Regions from separate parts of the Sus scrofa genome. Here region 2 is linked to region 1. The links are chromatin contacts, called in public HiChIP or PLAC-seq maps. All regions are on one chromosome and are shown on one strand. Each heading gives the region's core, a stretch centred on a gene start, on an enhancer-like site or on the middle of the called end of the contact. The rest is flanking DNA. Distances are from core to core; before and after follow the strand shown. Region 1 overlaps NFIX (nuclear factor 1 X-type). Region 2 holds the start of NFIX (nuclear factor 1 X-type).

Region 1 (2,700 bases), core at 13-2,512:
GACCCAAGTACCTTGTCATTTCGGGTACCGGGTTCCCTTCTCTGTATGGTGGGATAATAATACCTGTCCTGCCTATATCACTCAACCATTGTGAGGAGGGAATCCGCTCCAGGCAAGCTGAAAAGGCTCAGCCAGCTGACAAAAACAAGCTAATTCCTCACTGTCTTTCAAGGTGCAGTTCAAGCAGGTCATCTTCCAGGAAGCCTCCCAGGTCCTCAAGTCTGGTTCACCAATCCCTCACTACACACAGAGACCCCTGTGTGTGTCACCTGGGTACGCACACTCACACCAGGAAGGCAGGCTTAAAACTAGAATCAGTGCTAGAATTTGGGTGGTTAACACACAAACAGGACTCAGCACGGTGCCTCGGCTACACTGAGCCTTCAGTGGAAAAATGGTATTAAGGCAGGAGATGGAGCCCATGGGTATGCCCCCTTCTCTACCAACACTGAACAGAAAGTTGCTGGGAACCTGAACAAACGAGTGTCCCTTACGTTATGGAGCGTCCCCCAAATTAATAGCAAATGATGGCCCTGACCCTGGGGCAGTGGCATGCCAGGTCATCATTAGGACATCAAAAGGGAGAAGAGTTAGGAGTTCCCACTGTGGCATAATAGGATCGGCAGAGTCTCTGGAGCACTGGGATGCAGGTTAGAGCCCAGCCCGGCACAGTGGATTACGGATATGGTATTGCTGCAGCTGCAGCATAGGTCAAAACTGCAGCTCGGATCAGATCCCTGGCCCAGGAACTCCATATGCCGAGAGGCAGCCAAAAAAAGAAAAAAAAAAAGAAAGAAAAAAAAGTGAGATGAGCCAGAACATCCTCCCTATCAATGGACAGGCCACAGTAGCTGGTGGGGGTACAAGTCACTTAGGAGACAGGCCCACGAAGGGCAACCCCAAAATATATTTTTTAATCTTCAATGGGCCAGAAAATCAGACATCAGATAGCCATAGAGACAAAGTAAGGAACCCAGGTACCCAGGGGGGTAAGGCCCAGTCCAGCCAAAGCCCCCTGCCACAGCCCCTCTGCACGCTGGGACCCTTTTCTAACGCCAGCAACTCTTCGGCTCAAACGTGCTTAAAATGGCGACAGCGGCCTGCAGGGCCAGGCATTTGTCGTACTGTTTGCCACGGTGCCCTCGGTGCCAAGAAAAACCTATCATGAGAAATGCCATCAGCTATATTTATCTATCTCTCAGCCCCCCAGCCTCCTCCTTCCGTCTGCCAACCAGGCCCTGCGGAGCCCCCCTCACCCAGTGGGCACACTTCCCTGTTGCTGACGCCTGTGACCACCTGCCCAAGCCTCGCTTCCCAGCGCTCTCTTCCCAGCCCTGGCAGTCAGGCCTCCACAGGCAAAACACCCTACAGGCAGCACCCCTTCTCACTGGTGTGTTGGGATATGCCCACATATACTCCAAGTTTGCACACTCACACACCCCCCAGGTACTGGTCACAGTGTGTCTAGTCCCAAACCACAAGCATCAGTGGCGGCCCATTTCCTTTCAGTATCAGCTCCCTGCTCATCAGGCAGGACCAGCCTGCCCTCCAAGTCCTATAGGAGCCATGGGCTGGGTCCTCGGGGCGGGGGGGGGCACCCACGCTGCAGCGTCTCACAAGCCAGTCGTCAGGAGGAGCCAAGAGGCACATGGTGAGAAAGCAAAGCTGGAAGGACAGGGGCTCCTCCCGGGCCTGTGTGCCATTGCTGGCAGGACCCCCAGCTGCAGGGAAGACCTCTCACCCTTCCACTTCCCTGAAGGAGAGTGAGGTGCCCCAGCCTATATTTCAAAGTGCTAAGAATTTCCAAGGAGTATGCATGTTAAAAGGACCCCCACCCCCTTCGCATTCAACCAAGAGGGAAATGGCAGAATCTGGGATGATAAAGGGAAAACAGCAAAGTCAAGGCTCAGGACTACCCGGATCCTACAGCTGTGACGAGGCCTCTGCTAGGGACACGGCTAACGGGAATGTCTTTGGTGTCAGGCACTTCAGGCCTTTCCCTCCCCAAGCAGCAAGGCTCCAACCCGATCCTTCCTACCCTCAGGCCTAGCACTGAACTTTAAAGGTGGATCAGGGAGTACATCCTAACCAACCACCCCCAACCTCCTCCTCTTGCTTCTGGAGGCAGCGCCCACTTCCCGCCCCAGCCTTCTCCCCAGAAGGCTGCCTCTTGCCGCCAAGCCCCCAACTCAGAAAAGAGTTCCAGGGAGCCAACTCCTCTGAGAATGAAGCAACCCAAATAAAAATTTTAAAACCCAGAAGCTCTTTCTCTCCTGCCCCCTCCCCCTCCGCTGGCAAATGAAAACAAACAAGAAATCAAAGAGGCCTTTTGTGCGAGCACCGCGCTGACACTGCTGGGGCCTTTGAAAGGACTTCTGAATCGGACACTGAAGGATAAAATAACTGAAGCGTGGCAGCTCCTGAGACAGGGGGGTGGGGTGGGGGTGGGACTGATGGGGCAAAGAAAAAAAGGGGTGGGGAGGGAGACACCTTCTTCCCAGGGCAGAAAGGAGGGTGTTTAGCTGTGCCCTCTCTGCCCAGCAGCTGCAGGGCACCAAAACAGAGGGAGACCATGGCACAGCCTTCTACCCCTCCGGCCTACTCTCCCTCAGCACACCAGGTCCCTGCAACTCTAGAAGGTGCCTCCTTCTTCACAGCCCACCTGGAGCTGTCCCTGATGAAGCCCTGCTGAGTCTTCCT
Region 2 (2,700 bases), core at 87-2,586, 36 kb after region 1:
CTGGCTTAGAGACTCCCTCCACACAGAGGAAGGCCGTGCTGGCAGGCAGGACTAAGTAGCCCCCAGGTGTCCCCTCTGCGGGAGTCTGGGTTGTCAGCCATAACGTGGCCCTGCAGACAGCGCTGCCAGGGCCGAAGTGGGACTCTGGGCAGCTTCTGTGCCCTCTCAGAGCCTGGGGCCACCGCCGAGGAGGGTGGAGTGGCAGGCCAGGCATACCCAGGGTCTTTGCCGCCTGCCGAGCTCCGTGCAGGGAAGTTCGCTGGAGGCGGGACGCGCTTTTGCAGCGCGCCAAGGTCGGCACGGCGCCCGCTGCTGACCCGACGGCGTGGCCGCAACACGGTCGGCAGCGTCCGAGGCTCCCTCCTGCCCCTCCCGCCTCCGGGCAGCGGGACGGGATTCCCCAGGCCCGCCTGGTCCAGGACGCCGGGGTCGCTGGGGCCGGAAACTTTGCGCCGAGGAAAGTTTTTTTTTGGGGGGGGACGCCAAAACTGCGGCGTCCAGGGTCGGCAAAGAGGCGCGGCCCAGGCTGGCAGCCCGCCCGTCCCTCCCTCCCCTCCCCTGCCCCACCGAAATTTGGGAGCCCCGCCATTTTCTTAGCCCCGCTCCCATGTGAGACCTGAACAAAGACTTTGGGGAGACGCCCGGGCCGCTCCGCCCGCCCGGAGCACCCCAGCGGCACGCAGGGGCCACCGCCACGCACGCTGGCCGCTGCCACCCTCGGGAACCGCTGCGCCCGCCCCAGGGAGCGCCGCCAGACCTAGTCCCCGCACTACGCCCTCGGGACCATCCCCTACCACTCTGTCACCCCGCAAACACTGCCAGCGGCCACGCTGCCCGTGTGCACGCCACAGTCGCCCACAGGTCGGCGGGAGTCCCCCTGCCCAATGCACCCCAGTCGAGCGCGCGCGCGCGCGCACACACACACACAAACACACACACACACACACACGCACTCCCGCTCCACGGGCAGCGCCACGCACACAGCCGGCCACCCCTGGAGCCCCCAACAGGAGTCTGCTCGGTGGCCAGGGTCACACGCGCACGGGGGCGCCCGCACGCGTGCCCGGACTTCCAACCGCACGGCTTGCACCCCTTGGCCGCCCGCGGGCTCACTCTCCCCAGCCGCCGCGCGCCCCCTCCGCCCTCCTGCCCGCGCCGCCGGCCGGCCTCCAGCGCCCGCTCCCCTCCCGGGTCGCGCGGGGGCGGTGGCCGGTACCTGGGTGAGGCAGTACGGGGAGTACATAGCTGGGTGCCCGGGCGGGAGCGCGGCGGCCGGCCGCGGCGAGGGGAGGCCCGGCAGGCGGCGGCCGCGCTCGGGCTCCGGCTCCGGCTCGGCTCCTCCGGCCTCCGCCGCGCTGCGCCCGCCCGGCCCGCGGCCCCGCGCTCGGCCCGGCGCCGCTCCGCGCTCGCCGCTCGCAGGCTCGGCCCCGCCGGCTCCGGGGCCGCCGCCGCCGCCGCCGCGCTCGCCGCTGCCTCTCGCGTCCGCCGCCGCCGCCGCCGCTGCGCGTCTACTCCATGCCGCCGCCGCTCGGCCGGTCACCCTCGCCCGCCGCCGCCGCCGCCGCCGCCGCCGCGCTGTGAAAGTGAAAGTTTAGACAAAGTTTGGAAGCGGCGCACTCCGGGGAGAGGGAGCTGGCGGGCGGCGCGGGCGGGAGGAGGGGCGCGGGGAGGGGCGGGGAGGGCGGGGGAGCGACGGCCGGCGCGCACATACACACATGCACGCACACATGCACACACACACACACACACACGCACTCAGGCACCCGCACGCGCGGGGGCGCACACCGGCACGGCCACCCCGACACGTGCTGGCCCGCGTTCCAACGCAGACACACGCTGACACGCAGTGGGGCTCAGACCCCTCCATACATGTCACGTACAGAACGCATTGTCATACATTCCACGTTCCAACAAAGCACACGCAAACACCTACGCACACACAGCACAGACACACAACCCACACACATGCACTGACACACACATACCCCAGGACTAGGAAAGCAACCCACAACCCACACACTGACATGCACACAGGGCCCACCATCACAAGATGACACTTGTACACATGCATTTCAACAAACCGTATTCAGACACCCAGATACAGGTGTATACACTCCAATACTGGCCTTGCATGAACACACACTGATACACACCAAGACACACACATCAGTGCACACTGACATGTACAGATTCATGCTGACATGATCACACAACTGTATCCTCACACTCTCTAGACCCACAATGCCTATGCATAGACACTCAAACACACACAACACACTCACATAAAGCTGCACTAAAACATCACAGCAGTGGTGGAAAGGTACTAACGCTCTGTCACACAAACACACCATCAGACACCTGGATACATACCAAACACAGGGAAAGCCCTGACCCTGGTAAAGAGTGACACTAGCCGTCACAGCAACACACAGGCACACATACCACACACTTGATTCCCAGATGTATACAGGTATCACACACATGGACCCAGGCCCCTCTCACGACCCCTCATACCACACCACACACACACACACATACACATCCCTGGGACCCTGATCATGGACATACACAAGTCTAGCAGGGGCTACACAGCCTGACCATCAGGGACAGAAATGGGCATTGAGGGCTCAGATACATATACTCACACCCCCTAGTGAGGCTCCATCCCCTGGGGTAGGCCCATGATCCCCCATTTCCAGG

What was found. HiChIP or PLAC-seq counts read pairs in DNA pulled down with a chosen protein or histone mark.
Region 2: a contact with region 1 is called in an H3K27ac HiChIP or PLAC-seq map of skeletal muscle. The contact joins the promoter of NFIX here to the enhancer-like site in region 1. A contact is called at or near these places in 1 of 5 promoter capture datasets (liver), 14 of 47 Hi-C or Micro-C datasets (alveolar macrophages, brain, embryonic fibroblasts and 6 more) and 1 of 2 datasets of contacts at active chromatin or transcription factors (skeletal muscle).

What each region holds. Positions count from the first base shown.
Region 1 is chr2:66,019,584-66,022,283 of Sscrofa11.1, forward strand. The region is part of intron 2 of NFIX (nuclear factor 1 X-type); the gene reads right to left. Among named protein-coding and RNA genes, the nearest start is that of NFIX, 36 kb to the right of the region's middle. Within about 2 kb of position 1,263, at least 9 of the 83 cell types and tissues checked have an H3K27ac peak or open chromatin away from gene starts, as enhancers often do. A contact at or near this core is called in skeletal muscle, where this site is marked.
Region 2 is chr2:66,055,255-66,057,954 of Sscrofa11.1, forward strand. NFIX (nuclear factor 1 X-type) reads right to left here and starts at 1,337. Exons shown (of 10, transcript XM_021083712.1): 1 at 1,217-1,337. The coding sequence starts at 1,243.